Linked DNA regions of Zea mays: region 1 is linked to region 2. A link is a contact called in public Hi-C data. All regions are on one chromosome and are shown on one strand. The core of a region is the stretch at or near the end of the contact, and the rest is flanking DNA. Distances in the headings are between cores, read along the strand shown.

What was found. Hi-C and Micro-C count contacts between places; a contact is called where the count stands out from the background.
Region 1: a contact with region 2 is called in a Hi-C map of endosperm, with 2.7 times the contacts expected there. The contact joins the promoter of LOC103629795 here to the enhancer-like site in region 2. A contact is called at or near these places in 2 of 25 Hi-C or Micro-C datasets (ear and endosperm).

What each region holds. Positions count from the first base shown.
Region 1 is chr6:113,365,329-113,368,028 of Zm-B73-REFERENCE-NAM-5.0, reverse strand. It overlaps LOC103629795 (protein argonaute PNH1), which reads left to right and starts at 1,321. Exons shown (of 22, transcript XR_004850250.1): 1 at 1,321-2,406; 2 at 2,523-2,700.
Region 2 is chr6:113,079,214-113,081,913 of Zm-B73-REFERENCE-NAM-5.0, reverse strand. No RefSeq gene overlaps it. Among protein-coding and RNA genes, the nearest start is that of LOC103629787, 12 kb to the right of the region's middle. Within about 2 kb of position 1,358, at least 18 of the 20 cell types and tissues checked have an H3K27ac peak or open chromatin away from gene starts, as enhancers often do. A contact at or near this core is called in ear and endosperm, where this site is marked.

The DNA of each region.
Region 1 (2,700 bases), core at 72-2,571, 290 kb before region 2:
ATTAGCGGTCTAGCTCTGGTACGTACCTCTCCCTCCGCACCGCACCGGCAGGGAGGGCCCGCCGCGCGCTGCGGCAGCAGCGACGCTGCTCCTGCTCCCGCTCCCACCCGCCTGGACACTGCATGCGCGTGTAGGCCTGCCTGCCTGCCTGCCCCGCCTTGCCCGAACGCTCCGCTTTGTCGCTCGCCCGCCAGCCCCACGACCTCGGCACGCGCGCCCGTGCCGCCCCCGGCGGGCATGCGACGTCCTGCCCTGCCCGGCCGCGCGCACGCCGCTGCAATGCAATGCAAGCAAGCCTGCTGCTGTCTGCGGCGGCACGTTCTGTACGCATGCTCAGGCTCAGCTCGTAGGCGTGTGAGTAGACGTGGCTACGAGGAACTAGGGCCTGCGGTGCTTGTTGCTGCTGGACTGGACCGCCGCGCCCTCTGTGCTTGCCGCTGCCTGGCAGAAGCGAACACGGGCGGGCGGGGGCGGCCGTGATTAAAAACGGGTTTCACCCATGAGGGACTGGCCGGTGGCCGCCAGTGGCTTGTGCGGCGATGCCGGCGAGTCTGTTCTGCGATAGTGTTGGAGCGCCTTCTTGTCGGGGGGGGGGGGGGGGGGGGGGGGGGGGGGGCACGCTTCCAAATCGCGAGCGCGGCCGTCGAGGCGGCTAGCTTGCTCTCGCTCGTCTCTCTGGCGTTTTGCTGCGTTTTCTCCGCTTTGTTTTGCCAAACCTAGAGGCTCGTGCCGGTGCTTGTCTGGACTCTGGACCATGCTGGTGACCTAATAGTAGTACTGTATAGGTAATTAGGTATAGACAAACGGTAAAGTCCATGTGAAGAAGTTTCACCTTCAATTTGGCTCTTCTCTTCGATTTGGCTTCCTATTTGTTTTTTCCCCTCCAACTCGAACGGACCGCACTGTGGTAGTAGATGTTTTGCCCCCCAACACAATGTGCATCTGTTCTGTGTCCAGTGTGGTGTCACAAGAAAATCGTGACAGTGTCCTGCAGAGGCCTGGCCCCGCCCGGCTCGGCCTCGGCTCACAGTTTATATACACTGCTTTCGAGAGTGATGCATGCATGCATGAGACCCATTCTCGAGCCGTAGTAGCATCTGGACTACTTAGGTGCTAGTACCAGCAGTAGTAGCGGATTATTCTGCACTTGTTTTGTCACCATCCACAGATTAATAAAAAAAACATTCCGAACACATACTACGCAGCGAGCTGCGTGCGATGGAGTGCCGCCACGCTTTTCTATAAAAATCCCCATCCATTCTTCCCCCTGGAAACACACCAACCGAAGCCCATCCATCCACTGTCTCGTCTCTCGTGCGTGCGTGCCCCGGCTCGTTTTCCACGGCTTTTTTACGGGCCGCGCCATCACCATGCATGGCTTGCCTGCCGCTGCCGCCCGCGCTAGTGGACCTCCAGCACAATCCCCGGTTCTCCGACGCCTGCCACCTTTGTTGGTAAAAAACAGTGAGGACGTCGCTGCCGCTTCCGTCATGACTGTTCACCAGACTATGACCGTTCACAGACTACCCTACCCCTCCCCCTCCCTCGGCCGGTCCCGTTCCCGCGCCGCCCGCCGGCCGCCCAGTCCCTAGCATAGCAGGCCAAACCTGCCTCCGCGCAGTTGCTGCCGCGTCAATGCTGCCGTGCCGCTGGAGAGAGAGAGAGAGAGGTTCTTCTAATGCCCTTCTGTTCTGTCCCGCCCCCGCGCCGCATTTTTTTTTCATTTTTTTTTACCTTGCGTGACGCTTCGTTTTCACAGTGCGGCGGCGGCGGCTGCTTGGCTCGTTGCTCCTCCCATTCTGCTCAGCTCAGCTTCTGATGAGTTCGCCTTTGCCGCTGCTAGTTACCAGCATACTAGACCACTGACTGATCACGTTATAAGGCTTCCGCGCAGGCGAGCTTCTGCCGCCTTGTCGGGTAACCAAACGGACCTCGCCGGCCCTCTCCAGTGGTCACATCACATCACATCACATGCTCGAGGTCGTCCTGGACATGACGCCGCCGCCGCCGCCGCCGCAGGCGCGGCTCCACCAGGGGTCATCAGCCAAGGGCGGGCACGCGGAGCGGAGGAAGCAACCGCTGCAGAGCAGCGTGACACAGCCCAAGGCAGAGCCCGCGGCGGCGGCGGCCGTGCTGCCGGTGCCGGAGGGAGGCAAGAGGTGCAGAGGGGGCGGGAGGCGCCGCGGCAGGGCCAAGGCGCCCGGTGAGCCTCGCGCCGCGCTACTAGCGCCAGCGCAGGCGCAGACGCAGGCGCCTCCGCCGCGCACGGTCATTGGGCCGCCCGTGCCGAGCAAGGGGCTGTCATTCTGCCGCCGGCCAGGGTTCGGGACGGTGGGCGCGCGCTGCGTCGTCAAGGCCAACCACTTCCTCGCCGAGCTCCCGGACAAGGACCTCACCCAGTACGATGTAAGTGCTCGCCGCCCATTCCACCTCGCTGGCCTTGAGGACCGCCAGCGCTGCGCAATTGAGATCAAAAGGCGACGCTTTTATTTGTTTTCTTTTTTCCACGCGTGGTTTTGCAGGTGAAGATCACGCCGGAGGTGAGCTCGCGGACCGTGAACCGGGCCATAATGGCGGAGCTGGTCCGCCTCTACCGCGCGTCCGACCTGGGGATGCGACTCCCGGCCTACGACGGCCGCAAGAACCTCTACACCGCCGGGACACTACCGTTCGACGCTCGCGAGTTCGTCGTGCGCCTCG
Region 2 (2,700 bases), core at 109-2,608:
CAATGCGATGCAAATGACAAATTGAATTTAATTCCATAAATTAATCATGCAAGAGTCCTGAGCTGCTCATGACCGCGAGCACGGCTAGTATACTAGTTTTACACTCTATAGAGGTTGTACCCTTTACCCACAAGTCATGTTACCCATCTACCACGGGGTTGTATGGGCCCCATACACCTCTACCAAGGAAGCGAGGCAGGGTAACACTACGAGGCCTTTACAAAGTTCCACTAGCTACAGAAAATCCGCTACAGTTTCTAGGGAGCGCAATGCAGGAATTCCCTGTCTGACCGCCATCACAGAAAAATCAACCCAAGAACCTCCCTACACGCCAACTCCCCTATTGCCCTTGCCCATTTCGGGTAAGGTAGACCTCCACTTGCTTTCCTAATTAGTCAGCCAAGGACGTCCCATATCACCCTTGTGGTGGCACGTGTTTCTCAAGTTAAGCTCCATGTTCCAATTAACATAATAGTCTTATCATGAACAGAAATAGAACAATAATAATAAAGAATGATCATGTGTAATAGTTATCTCAACACCCAAAACCATATATAGCAATAGCAAAGACTACCCAAAAGTTCAGGGGTAAACAAGGTGTAAAGATGACCAAACTAGGGTGACCTATTAGGGCCCATCAAAATTAAGCTTGTGCATGCCAAAATGATTATAGATAACATTATTGGGTAAATAAAAGTGGTCAAGGGCACAACTTGCCTTCAACGAACTCCTGCTCGGCAACTTCTACCTGCTGAACATCTGGGTCCTCAATCACTTGCTCATCTACTCGAAGCAATACAAACAAACATAGTATGGGATAAATTAGCATCACACCAATCAGAGGAACATAATGGATAATAATAATCTACTCATCGTAACATGATCGTAGGTTCGAGAGTCACTAAATTCAGAGTTACGGATTACGAGTTATGATTTTTCGAAGTCTTTATGTGTTTGGTACAAAATTAATCAAGTAGTTAATTTTAGTCTAGGTTTCATGCTAAAACAGAGTTACCAAGTGATAAACAATGTTAATACAAAATTAATGCAACTGAAATGGATTAAAAAGTTGTTAAAATGAATTTTCTAAGAATTAAACAAGATTCTGGAATTATTTTTACACTAAAAAACTTTTTCTATATTAATTTTGCTGCTTTGTTAAGTGTCTGGACTGCGCCATTAATTCTAAGGAATGCAGGGGTTTAAATCAAAGAAGTCTGGGCCTTTCTGTATTTATTTAGCACGCAGGGTGGACGGCGGGTTTATTTTCATAAAGTTTCGGGGCTCTTATGCAACTTGACGCGCGTGAAGGGGTACGCAAGGATCTCGGATCGCAGTAGTTGTCCCACCCGATCTAATCACACACGCTGGATTGAAATCCTATGGGTACAACCGTTTCCCGATCCCATCCAATCGTGGTCGCCCACACAGAGATCGAAGGCCAATATGTTGTCTTCTCTGTAGCGCCACATGCCGCCACGCGTTCCTGGAGATGCGGGCCTCGACGACGGCAGGAAGCGCCTCCAGTCGCACACCATCGTTCGCCCCAGCCACCGCATCCTAACCGAAGCCGAAACTATGGTGGTGTCGTGCCCCGCACGTCGAGCTGCAAGCCAATTCTACTTCAGTCTAGGTGTGCATCGCCACGAAGAGAGGTCGGGTGAGAACGTGGGGGTTCCTTAACGCCGAGACTTCCTGCCGCAACCTGCTCCCGATGAACTCTCAAATGCCGCCTTCGCAACTCCACCCAACGGCCGACTGCAGTCGTAGAGGAGTCCCGACAGCGGCGGTGGTCAACCCGAGCTCCGATCCGGCCGATTCAAGCTAGCTTGCAATTTCCCCGATACTGTGGTGCCGTGAGGGAATTTACGTGATTGGGTTAGAGGGCACGAGAGAGGGTTTACCCATCATATAACTAGGAGCCCAGGGAGTCTCCATGCAGGTCTGGCATGCCCGACCGGTGGTTACGGAGGTAGTTGGGAGGTGGGCGAATGCAGGCACTTGTGGAAGAAGGTAAACAGTGGACCAAGGCCCCACCTGGGATAGTGCGCGGGCTAGACCTGCAGGACCCACTAGTCAGTGAAAGAAAGGGGAGTCCACGCAATGTGGCTGGCCAAGGGGGCCCCCGTCGGCGCCACGCCTAACCCAGTTGAGCTACTCGTGAGGGCTGTTGGTGGGCCGAGCGGGGAGAAGCCGACCCAACAAGGTATAGCTGCGTTTTTCCTTTTTTTCTATTTTCTCTTTTTTACTTTTAAATCCTAGTTTGAATTCAAATGTGGTTGTGAATTTTTGTACTCAGATCTAATGTATAATTTAACGATACAAGTTTGAAAAGGTTTTATTTATTTATATATTTATTTTTTTATTTTGTATAGTATTTTCCTTCTCTTTCTCCAAATTCTATAATGTAAACTAGGTCTTAAATCCAAATTTGGACATTAATGTATTTCTATTAATATTATTATTATTATTAAATGCACACACAAATAAACTCCAACATGATGCATAAATTATTTATGTGCCATTAGTTAATTATTCACTCTAATTATGGTTATTCACATGTTCCAATAATTGGAAGAAAATACATGTAATAAGATCACCCTTCTCTTATTATTTACAAATTGGGTATTACAGGACCTCGAGCAGCTGATCAACCCACTTTCCTTTCTTGTCCTATAGCAGCCTTTTCTTGATTGCAGT